Regions from separate parts of the Triticum aestivum genome. Here region 1 is linked to region 2. The links are chromatin contacts, called in public Hi-C maps. All regions are on one chromosome and are shown on one strand. Each heading gives the region's core, a stretch centred on a gene start, on an enhancer-like site or on the middle of the called end of the contact. The rest is flanking DNA. Distances are from core to core; before and after follow the strand shown.

Region 1 (5,927 bases), core at 1,920-4,419, 460 kb after region 2:
TAATACCTTCAAATATTCTTTGTCTCCCCTTCTGTCGAATCTATAAATTTGGGTTGAATACTCTACCCTCGAAAACTGTTGCGATCCCCTATACTTGTGGGTTATCAAGACCTTTTTCTGCCATCGTTGTCGGGGAGCATAGCTATATTTGTTGAGTCACTTGGGATTATTATCATATTATCACTATGAAGAATCTAAATGATGCTAAGACTAACATTTTCCCCTCAAAGACGAGGGGAGGTAAGGAACTGCCATCCAGTTCTGCTTTAGATTCACCTTCTGTTATAAGTAAACTTGCAACACCACCACATGCTATTAATTCTAATATGTTGCAAGTTATTGACGATACTACTTCTGCTATGGATAATTCTTATGATGATGCTAGTACCTTGCTTGATAATGATGACGTGCCACTTGGTGAATTTCTTAATAAACAAATTGCTAGAGTAATACAACATGACGTTGTTGAATCTGACGATGAGCTTGAAACTGAATCTCCTGAAACACCTGCTAGAACTAGCCTTCCTAGATATGAATTGCCTAAGGTACCGGAAGGTTATGTTATGAACGAGGAGACAACTAGAGATATTCTTGCTTGTAGGGATAGAGATGATCTAGAGAAATTATTGTGCAAGTATAAAGAAAAATCTTTGAATGCTAGAATGAAATATGATCCTAAGTTTGCTACTTCACATATCTTATTGATGATAAGGATTATGAATTCTCTGTCAAACCAGGGTTAATTACTTTGATTGAATCTGAAGTCCTTTATATCCACCGCTCCTGGCTTCTTAGGTAGCAATGTGACAATGGCTTTGTTGATAGCAGCCATTCCCCTAATATCCCCTCTATGGAAGTGGTCCAGCGCCCTCATGAAATCGGCTTTGATCACATGCCAGCAAGTGGCAAAGAAACGCCCGGTAAACCCGTCCAGGCCTGGCGCCTTGTCAAGAGGCATTGACTTAATGATGTTGAAAACTTCCTCCTCCTCGAATTGTACCTCCAGCCGCTCTAGATCATGGGTCGGCAAATCCAGCACATCAAGGTTGATCGTCATCTCCCTTGCTCTCGTCGAGCCGAACAGCCGCCCATAGTAGTCATCAACCGCCTTAGCTATATCCTCCTGACCCGTGTGTGTTTCCCCGTTGGCCTGGATAGCCGTGATGACGTTCTTGCGTTGTCTGTGCCTCGCATGTCGCTGGAAGTACTTTGTGTTGGCCTCTCCTTCCCTCAGCTGCAGAAAACGCGATCGCTGCCGCACAATGGTCCTCTCCAGCGAGCACAGCCCTAACAATTTCCTTATGAGCAGCTTGCGAAGACCGTGTTCCTGATCCTCCAACGGCCTCTTATCCGAGGCGGCATCTAGTCTAGCAATGACCTCCATGGCTAAGGCTATTTGCAGGCGAGTTTTTTCCAATCCACCTGTCGCTCCATGATTGCAGTGCCTTTGCAGTGGCGTGTAGCTTATTGTCCCGCACAGTAAACGGATTCCCCACCGACTGAATCGAGTCCCATGCCTCCTGGACCATGTCCAAAAACCCTTCCACCTTGGGCCAGAAGCACGCTTGCCTAGATGGAATTCAGCATCCGTATCCAGTAGAAGAGGGCAATGATCTGACACTGATGAGCCCAGAGCAGTGAGCAAGCTGTTTGGATATACGTCTTCCCATGTGTTGGTGACAAACACATGGTCGCTCTTCTCGAGTGTCAGGTCTCTTTGTTCGTTACTCCAAGTGTATCTTCTTCCATTCAGGTATTGTTCCTTTAGTTCAAGCCTATTTATCAGAGCGCGGAACCTCGCCATCATCCTTCTGTTCGTGGTAGGCTTGTTCTTGTCGTCCATGGAGATTAAAAGGTTAAAATCTCCCAGCAGCACCCAAGGCCCAACGTGAAGATCCCGTATATCCCTCAACTCCGTCATGAAATCTACTTTGGCCACATCACTCTGAGGGCCATACACCCCGGTTAGCCACCAATGTGGTTTCCCTTCCTGCGAGACTAGAGCCGTGAGCGTGTTCGCCGTTACGTGCCTGTTTGAGAGTGAGACCACTAGGCTGTCCCAAGCGATCAAGATACCACCGCGTGTGCCCACCGCAGGCACATAGTAAAAATGCTCGAATTTATTATCCAGGCAATGTCTAACCACATTAATGGAGATGGACTCCATTTTGGTTTCTTGGAGGCATACAATGCTCACATTTGCAGCCACAACTACTTGGTACACCGCATTCCTTCTAGCCGGCGAATTGAGTCCTCGCACGTTCCACACGAGTATTTTAGGCAGGTTTGAAGTCATGGAGAGTGCCCATCGAACCACGTGCCACACAGGCTCGTACTACTGGCCCTCGGCCCCTCCTGCCTCCTCGCACTGCAAGGGCAGCACCGAAGCATCCCACCCAAACAGTGCCCAGATCGCCCTCACATGGCAGTCAAGCAACGGCTTATCGAACAATTTGACGTAGGCTTGCAGTGCGTCATCATCGATCTGGTTCCCTTCATTGGCTAGGCAAAGCTTCCGGATCAACACCGCCTGTTGCTTTGAAGCCTTGGAGCCCCTCCCACCCTTTGCCAGCCTCACACACCGGCGCGGCGAGGTCACCGTTGGTCGCTTCTGCCGTGGCCTCCTCTGCTGTTTAGGTAGCTCTCTGGATGTAGGCTGGGTTAGCAAAGGTGAGAGCGCTTTACGCAGCTCCGAGCATAACTGCGCCACTTGCTCCTGCGGTGCGGAGACGGGCCTGGGAGGGGGCCATATGTGTATGTGCCTGCTGGAGTGGCGTCCCCACCTGCCCCTGGGAGTGTCCCTGCGGTCACCCCGGATCCGTTTCACCATCTACCTGCGACAGGCTTACCAGAAACCAGCCTTCCTTCGACGTGCATGGGCGCGTCCCATCCGCATGCAGGGTGGGGCCCAGCGGGGTCCCCATGCCACGCGGGCTGCCTAACAGGCTGTTGTCCAACTCAGGTCCATCCACTTAGGGCGTGGTGAGATCCGCACGCCAATCGGAGCCATGGGCGTCGCGAGATTCGCTCTGGTCCACTTGTACCTCCCATCCGCCAATCCTGACTGATTGCATGGGCTCCGGTCCCGCCACCGCAGGTTCTATCAACACTGCTCTGTCAGTCTCGCCCTCTGTCTGTTGCGGCCTCGGACTTCCCCTCACTTGGTTCACCGAACCTGGCGATCCTGATGCGCTGATCTGCGGCCCGTCCACTGAACCGGCTACCCAACCAGCGCCCCCACTCTGCTTTCCAACGGGGAGACAGCCCTGCTGGCCTCTGCTTGCATGACACGTTGCACCGTGCCTCGGCCCACCACGCTTTACGTACCCTGGCAACCGACAGGATCAGGGTCCTCCCTGCGCTCGGATAGCGGCGTGACATCTCCCGCCAGCTCACGCTGACCAGCCTGGGTTTGAATGGCCCGCTGGCCGCCCTGGGTTTGAACAGCCCGGTTTCTGCCAGGCGAAGGGGCCGACGCCGACGAGGAATCTGCCCGGCGAGGCGGCGAAGGCGGCGGCGGCGGAGGCCCGCCCAAGTCATCGGCGCGCGAGCCACCGCCGCCGTGGCCAGCAGATGGCTGGGGAGGGGGCGACGGCGGCGGCGTTGGCGTCCCGGCCTGCCGCCCAAGGTGAATCGGCTCAGCCACCAGCCGAATGCCAATCGGGTACCACAGGGCATCAGAACCACCATCCACCTGCACAGCAACTCTGCTCCGCCTGTTCGGCTCCTCGACGGCAAGGATCCGCCTGAAGGGGACACGAGTTGGGTCGTCCGTGCGTAGCCAGACCAGGAACCCCGCCATGTCGCTCCGCTCCGCGGTCGATGCCCCGACCTTGACCACCACCCCCAGGCCATGCAGAAGAACCTCCGCCGTGCGCCGAGTCCACGCATTCGCCGGAATGCCCCGCAGCACCAGCGGCACCAGGAACGGCATGGAGATGGCCGTGGCGTGCGAGTGGCGAGACCAGGGCGCGAGCAGGAGATCAAACTGGTGCGTGCCAGCCCGCCCACGCCTGAGCAACCTGCTCCTGATCTCCGACGAACGGCACAACACAAGGAAAATCCTCAGGGAAATATGCTCGAATGGACATGTCCAGCCAGGCTAGCTCAAACTCCTGCACAAGAACTCCAGCCACCGCAGCCAGATCCGCCGCGTCTCGATCACCAACTACGGTCACCACCACGGCCCGAGAGAGCTCCTTCTCGAGCGCCCGGAGGTCGGGGCCCGACTCCAGGAAGCACACATCCACCTGATCATCCACCATGGGGGGCGACGCCTCACCCGCAACCACCGGCTCGAACGGAACCGAGAAAGCCGGCCCGGGCACCACCATGCTGCCCACCGACCCAGCGCTGACCACCCGACTCCACGGAACACCGATCCGAACTGCGCCCGCCGGCGGCGGCCCGGGAGGGGGAGGCGGAAGCGGCGGGGACAGAGTGCGTGCCGCCCCAGACGACGGCGGGGCGTGGCCATGACGGAGAGCCGGCGGAAGTCGCGGAGGATCCACCGGAGACGAACTGCGGGGGCGGGGGCGCGGACGCGTGCAATCCCGCGAGATGTGGCCCTCCCCGTCACAGCGCACGCAGACCGGCGGGTTAGTGCACATGGCCGAGATGTGCTTGTCGCTCCCGCAATTGTAGCAGCAGCCAACAAGCTTCGCCAGGATCCGGCCCCTCGACGGCCGCGACGACGGCAGGATGTTGGGCCACCTGCCCGGAGGGGAGCGGCGCACCGGCCTGGTCAGGGAGCGCGCCTGTGGGGCTACCGCCCGACGCCGGCCTGCGTCTGCCAGGGCGCCTCGCCCACCGCCAGAGGAAGGGGGGAGGGGGTTGCAGCCTCGGTCCACATGATTGGACCACGCGTCGTGCCCACCACGTCGGGCACAACGACCAATGAGCAAGACCGGCCTAGGAGGCGGCGGCGGCGGAGGGGAGAGGGGCAAGGAGCCGGAGGAGGACGCCGAGAGGGACACCCGAGATGCCATGGCGAACGGCACCGAGGAACGAGCTAGTGCGAGGAGGTGGACGCCGGGGACCGGAGTGCCCACCGGCGAGGAGGAAGAGGTGGACGTCGGCCCCGGAGCAGGCGCCGGCGTGGGTTTGGTGGTCGCCGGGGCCGGAGTGGCCGCCGGCGAGGGGGGGGGGGGGCGCTAGGGGGAGAGAAGGGGAGCGCTAGGATCGACTCCCTAATTTCTTACCCAATGAGTCCCCTGCGTTTTCTCGAAAGTGCACGATGATTATGTACTGTAGTATGTACCGAATGGCCTTATTCATTTGCTCCTGTAAAACTCACGAACTTATTCAGAGTGGAAGTAACCAAATTCAAAACTCGATCTATTTGGTGGATGGTTACAAAATAAGTCAAGAAGTTAAGTCTGCATTTGCATCTATAATGTTTATGCATAAATGAATCAAACTAATTACCATGAATAACCCCCATTTCTAGAACAGCTTCAATTACTGACTCAGATCGGGCAGCAGTCATTGCAGTGCCATGTTGCTCACAAGCTGCTAAATGCTCCAGGAGAGTAGCACATTTTTCTTGCAGGCTTGGAGATGATTCTTAAGAACTTTGATTAAGCGTGAGATGACATCAAGGTCAAAGATTGAATCGCTACAACTGTTACAATCATCAGTAACCGGTGTTAATAGCATTAATCCAGGTAATAAAACACATCAGCAGGTCCACCACAGAAGATATAATCAATTCTCTGTACGGACTTTCTGGAGAAATAATTACAGACGATTTAGTGTATTACATTAGCTTCAGCGGAGAACATGGCTACAGAATCTGTCATTAAACTAGTATCAACTTCATGGATTCAATCTACAAATGTAATTATTCTACAGTATGCAAGTATGAAAAGTATAAAATGATATAACTCTTGCTCCTAGTTCTTGTAAACAGCTTGCTATGACATGGA
Region 2 (5,846 bases), core at 2,564-5,063:
CCTTCATTTCCCCACTCTCTGCCTCTCGGGTGAAAACCCTAACTCTGGTGGGCAGCGGCGGTGTCCTTGACGCCGTGACCTTCCTGAAGGCGTCGCCTTGAGGGCTGAGTGGTGGTGGGCATTGTGTGGGTCCTTGACGGTTGCTGGTGATGGGCACTGCTTCAGGGGAAACCCTAGGATCTGGTTCTCCAGATCGGACGATGGCGGTATTGCGGTGTCGTTTCTCTCTTGGGAGCATCGTTTGTGGAGCAGCGCTAGAAGACACAGGCAGGAGGTAGAGCGGCTCCGTCTTGCATGGAGCTTCGGTGGAGTTGTCAAGTCATGCCTGGCCGACAGGTGCTACACTGAGTCATGCCTGGTTGACAGGTGCTACGCACGACAGATCTTCCAGAGTCTTCGCGTCTAGACGGACGAGCGTAGGGCGGTGGCGCCGTTGGGCGCCGTGGTGGCATCGATGGATGTCTGGACTGGCAAGGATGATGTGGAGCTATCTCCTGAAGATGGGCCTGTGGTCCGATGAAGATGGCGGCTTCTAAAACGTGTGCATGTGATGTGCGCTTTAGGTCTGCTGCACCGGCTGTTAGTCCCGATATGTTATGTTGATGGATCGGCGACGACACAGATTGTAGATATGGGGAGTCAGAGCACCCCTCATTATCAAATTTGTAGGTGTGAGTGGTGGCGTCAGGTGATTTGTTGTATGTTCTTATTAGACCTTTGTGGAATAATTAATAAAGATGGCTGCATACATCGATTGATGCAGAGGTCGGGGATTCAACCTCTTTTTCTAAAAAAAAGAGTGTATAGAAAACACACCAACTTACCTTTTTTTCGAAATAGCACACCAACTTACCTATCCGATGGTGTTGAGTTTGTCCTCGGTTCTCAAACTCTCCACGGGGCACAGGCATGTAATCTATCGTGAAATTCATTTAATGAATAATTGATAAATTATCTTCATAGCTTGTGTCGTGTCAAGATAAAATTTGCTACTTTGGGTCCTATCCATGAGCATACTTCTCTAGAGCCTAGACGTGATTACTAGCTATGCCCGCGCGGCGGCACGCCGCGCCCTTTAATGAGTCATATGATGAAATGTGTTGCATGATAGTAACGTTGGGTTGCCATTTTATTTTCTTCTTTGACTAATTTGGATTTAAGACAAGAATGGTATGTGTGCAATATGGGGCTTACAACAATTTTGCCGCGTCCACACCAACCTGTTTCTCATATTCAAGCTTGTAGAGGTTTTTATAGTGTACAGCTCTATGTAAAAATATAAAGCTACAAAATATGAAATGTGACCTAATAGGTTTTACCATTGTATCAGGAATAACCAGATGGATCAAGGATCACACTTCAGATCACTGATTACAATTCTACATCAGTAGCAGGTCCCTGATTACAATGCTACGTAAGTAGCAGGTTTAGCATGAACGTCCAAAAAACGGAGAAAACGTTCACAATGGTACGTCAGTAGCAGGTTTAGCATGGAGGTCCAAAGAAACGGATAAAAAGTTCACAGGATTAAAGCAAGCTTATTGTAAAGGTGCACCTCATATCTCATTTCTCTCTGAATCAGCTAAGCCTGCATATTCTAAAAAAGCTTCATCTGAACCAGAGAATCAGCTAAGCCTACATATTATAGAAGAGCTTCTGTATGAAGTACGATCTTGCGTTTGTGAATAGCTAACAGTGAAAAACAAACACCAAAAGCAAATCAGTGTTGAACCACTGCCAAATCTGATGTCCTACTGTTGGCCTTAAGCCCTTAATGGTCAACATCTAATGCATCTCCTTAACTTACAATAATTTCTTCATCAGGGCACCAACTTGTGGATTATATTCCAATTGATCTTTTTGATTCCTATTGTTATTAACATGTCTCTATCTAGCTTATGCACTCGCCTGTTCCCCTCTTGGAAGACACCATTACCTTAATTAAGAGCACTTCTTTTCTCTCGAACCAGAACCAAACTTGGCCATATACCATACTAGATCATCAAAGACGCGCGTTGCCGCATCCGTCTAAAATGATGGGTAATTAGTAAAATATATGTTAGTGTAAGTCATTTTTTAAAATTAGTTTTGGGTGAATATTGTATAAGCAAGTTAGTACGCATTACTTTGTGGTTCAATTTAGTAAGTGAATATTAGAATTCAGAGACAAGTCAAATAAAAATAATAATTATATAAATTATAACAGACTCCTTTGAAAACTCATAAAACAAAAGGTCACTCTTGACTTTACGCAAAATCAGCTTCAAGTGACTATCAAACATTTCACATGCCTTAATATTTTATGTGTCATACTACCAGATCAAGCAGACAACTACACAAGACCTTGAACACGTAAACAATCATAGATCATCAAAACTTTGATGTTGATCTACCGATCAGTCACACTGCCCAAGGATCAAAGTAAGACGGTCTTCCTGACCTGCCATCAAAGAATAATGAGGTAGATGAGATCGTATAAATCAAGACAGGATATTGTTTTCAAAAATAATGGAAGTGTACTTCTCATTTTTCATTTTTGATAAAGGGCAATTTTATTATCTCAAATGTAGCATTAAGCGGATACAAAACATTATGAGTAACACCCGGCCTCTACATAACTAGGATGCACACAGCCATTATCCTCTGGGTGTGAACATGAACTGAACAGTTACCTGCCATTTGCTTTGACATCAGGTTTAGTTGTACCAGCATCTATGCATTCAGAAGTCAAGAGATTGATATAATTAGTTTGAATGAGTGCACGTGTGTTTCACCAGCTAAAGATAACTACAAAATCTTTCAAGAAGTAAAAAAGAGATGGACTACACATACAACTATTGGTAGCCCCTTGCACTTTCTACTTGTTCAATTAAGCATTATTTGGCAAGCCTCAACAGAAGCACTGCAGCTAGTGCGGCAGGGAACTTCAAATGAAAAATTGGGAACATAGAAAGTAGTGCATCACCTTCCAGATGGTTAATGCCTAAACTTTCTAATGCAACAGAATCAGCAAAACACCTGCATTTTTTGTGAGCACAAAGAACAATATCAATAAACCCAAACAAATTCTAAAAATGAAGGAAGAATTGGGGGAAGAGGAGATGCATGAAGGAGAGACAATTGGAACGAATTGGAGACCTGAACATCACCCATCGCTGCTGGAGATTGGTTTGCAAGAGTGGGGAGAGTGGGAAAGGAGCATCGGCAAGTCGGGGTTATATGGCATGCGTTAATTGAATGTAGATGTAGAATATGAGTCGCCATATGTAACTGACCAGTAATCAATGGCCGGACCATCGACTGCTATTTATGGGTGATTAATCTCTGAATCAATATTCTTGAAGGAGAGGAGAGAAGTTACCAGTACGCGAGGCGTCTGCCATTATCTCCCTCCCCCGCACCTTGACTCCGTAGCACACCTCTACAACGCGCTGGATTGGATCGGCTCGACGCGGATCCCGCTCCTCCGGTCGCTGGGATCGACCGGATGGACTCAGCTTGACCTGGATCCCGCTCCTCCGGTCGCTGCGATCGACTGGATGGACTCGATCCCATCCCTGACCTCAGGTTAACCGACGCACCCCGGCGGTCTTCACTGGATGGAACCGGCTGCCCCTCTCTGCGGCTTGATTCCGGAGTGGAATCGATGCGGTCCCGTTCCCCTCGGCCTCGGTCGGGACTCGATGAGGGTTCGCGAGCATTTTTTTTCTTAGCGATTGGGTTCGCGAGTAAATGGAGCTGACGCGGTCGCTCGTAGGCCTCCCTCCTTCCAATGGGCTGCCGGCCCGCCAAAGGCCCAATGCATCAGAGGAGTCTGTTTCGGCCGGTGGAGTAGCAGCCCACAGGACAGCTGGCCCAGTTTACACAGATTGCGAAACAGACTGCCTTAAACACGAAATCTGACGGCCAGAAACTCCCAGATCAATAAAACGGACGACCAAAAATCCAAATCGCTGTGAGGGCAAGGATTAAGTGCAGTTATACTGTCCTTAATGAGGGCTCAGCCGTGGCGACCACACCAAAGGTGCTTGGCCACATAAATTTGCAATATGGAGAGGCTCAGCAGTGGCAACCGGACGGAAGACCTTGTATAGACTATAAGTAAGGTGACTGGCGTCCGGGGCATGGTCTAGAAGATGAACTGCGAATGAATCACCACAAATTGCCGTTGTTGATGCAGCTGCATCTATTGCTCCTTCTTCTAAAAAGATGCACCTCCTTCTCAAAAAAAAAAGAAAAAAAGCTGCATCTATTGCTGCACCTCGAGCAGAAGCTGGGCATGAACCACCCTGCACATTGAGGATATGGAAATCTGATCTAGGTTATGATGGGCAAAAGTGTGGTTATCTTTGAACATGAGTTTACTATGGATGGAAGAATGAAAGATTATTTAGTACATGTGAACAAAGTGTCCAGGTCGAGCCAGATAAGTTTTAAATTCGTATATGAACAATTACAATCATAATGAAAGGAAAATAGCAACTCCTTTTGCTGAAGTCCTTTATTTAGATCTTGCAGCTCCATATCCAATTTTTCCTGTATGGATAAGTCTTCTCTTTCCATTTCTTCATCAACTTCGCCTGGAAAAGAAGGGTGCTTATTAGAGAAAGTGCCAAACACATGGTATTGTTTCAGTAACTTACTTAGCACTTTGAGTACTCCTGCTTCACAACCTGAATCTAGATCGTCCATAAGCATGCTCTTATACAGTGAAAGTTGATCATGCAAACCATATCTGCAAACAACGTCATGTGTTCAGCTCTCGACCCTTGAGCAAGAGAAATCAAAACAGAAAACTGGGGAAAATTAACATATGGCCCATGATAATCAAGACCACAACAATATGTATATTTGAAGTTCTAACATATTACCTCTTCAGTACAATCTCCATCAACAATCTGATGCATTTTGTGGCTGCTTTTCATCTGAAGTTTGCTCGCAGAAGGCAAGCAAAATCCCATAATCCAACATGTTACCGATGGGGTTAAATATGCAAGTCCATGATACTGTAACTCATTTCAAAAATAGAATGGCCAGGCTGAAGATTTACGTAGGGAGAAGATGACAAGTCGTGTACTGAATAAATTGCACTGCTCCAGATGGAAGGGCATTAGAAAGAGTAAAGGAGTAGCAAAACTTAAGTAGAGAACTTCTGTAGTGTTACTTCAGCTTCCAAGTGCTGAATCTATAATAAGATCCACAATCCGCTCAGAAAAAAATCCACAACCCCAGCAGCTGCTGCAACGAAACAAATTTATCATCAGTATGGTGTGCATCATGTTAAGGTGTGATTCTGATTTCAATTAGCTCCTTAGTTTTCTAGTATCTCATAGCCTTCAAATTCACTAACATCCATTGCTGATACTCGTACTCGTATACATATGGCAGACTTGCAAACCAGCATCTGATTAAAACAATTGACCAACCGGCAATACCCCATAATATGTTCCTCACTTCCTTAACATCATAAGAGTTAACTGAATTGTAGAAAAGAGAACGGAGAGGCAAGGATTACTTACTGTCATTTTTTTTTTGTACAGAACGGAGGAGGGAAAGAGAGCCTGCTGATGCCGAGGGTCAGACAGTGGCACCGGATAGCGGAGATTGGCAGGAGAGCCAGAGAGCGACAAAGGCAGCGCTCTCGGCTCAATCCCTCCATGGATGCCTGCTTCTGCTGGTTGGTCTCGTCATCTCGTGGAGCCGTGGACGTCGATGAAGAACATTGGAGCCATCCCAACCTCGTACGCACCATACCCTCAGGTCGTAGGGGGAGACAGTGCATGGCGAGCCAGGCCGGGGCGCGGAGACTGCCGTGGCCGGCGAAGGCCCCGGCCGTTACACGCGGG

Evidence for each region. A called contact is a pair of places that touch in the nucleus more often than the background predicts.
Region 1: a contact with region 2 is called in a Hi-C map of leaf, with 4 times the contacts expected there. The contact joins two enhancer-like sites. A contact is called at or near these places in 3 of 5 Hi-C or Micro-C datasets (all in leaf) and 1 of 1 datasets of contacts at active chromatin or transcription factors (leaf).

The regions. Positions count from the first base shown.
Region 1 is chr3A:352,569,557-352,575,483 of IWGSC CS RefSeq v2.1, forward strand. LOC123061283 reads right to left here. Exons shown (of 8, transcript XM_044484309.1): 8 at 2,106-5,623. The coding sequence ends at 5,515. Among protein-coding and RNA genes, the nearest start is that of LOC123061283, 20 kb to the right of the region's middle. Within about 2 kb of position 3,170, at least 8 of the 8 cell types and tissues checked have an H3K27ac peak or open chromatin away from gene starts, as enhancers often do. A contact at or near this core is called in leaf, where this site is marked.
Region 2 is chr3A:352,111,623-352,117,468 of IWGSC CS RefSeq v2.1, forward strand. No RefSeq gene overlaps it. Among protein-coding and RNA genes, the nearest start is that of LOC123061281, 97 kb to the right of the region's middle. Within about 2 kb of position 3,814, at least 8 of the 8 cell types and tissues checked have an H3K27ac peak or open chromatin away from gene starts, as enhancers often do. A contact at or near this core is called in leaf, where this site is marked.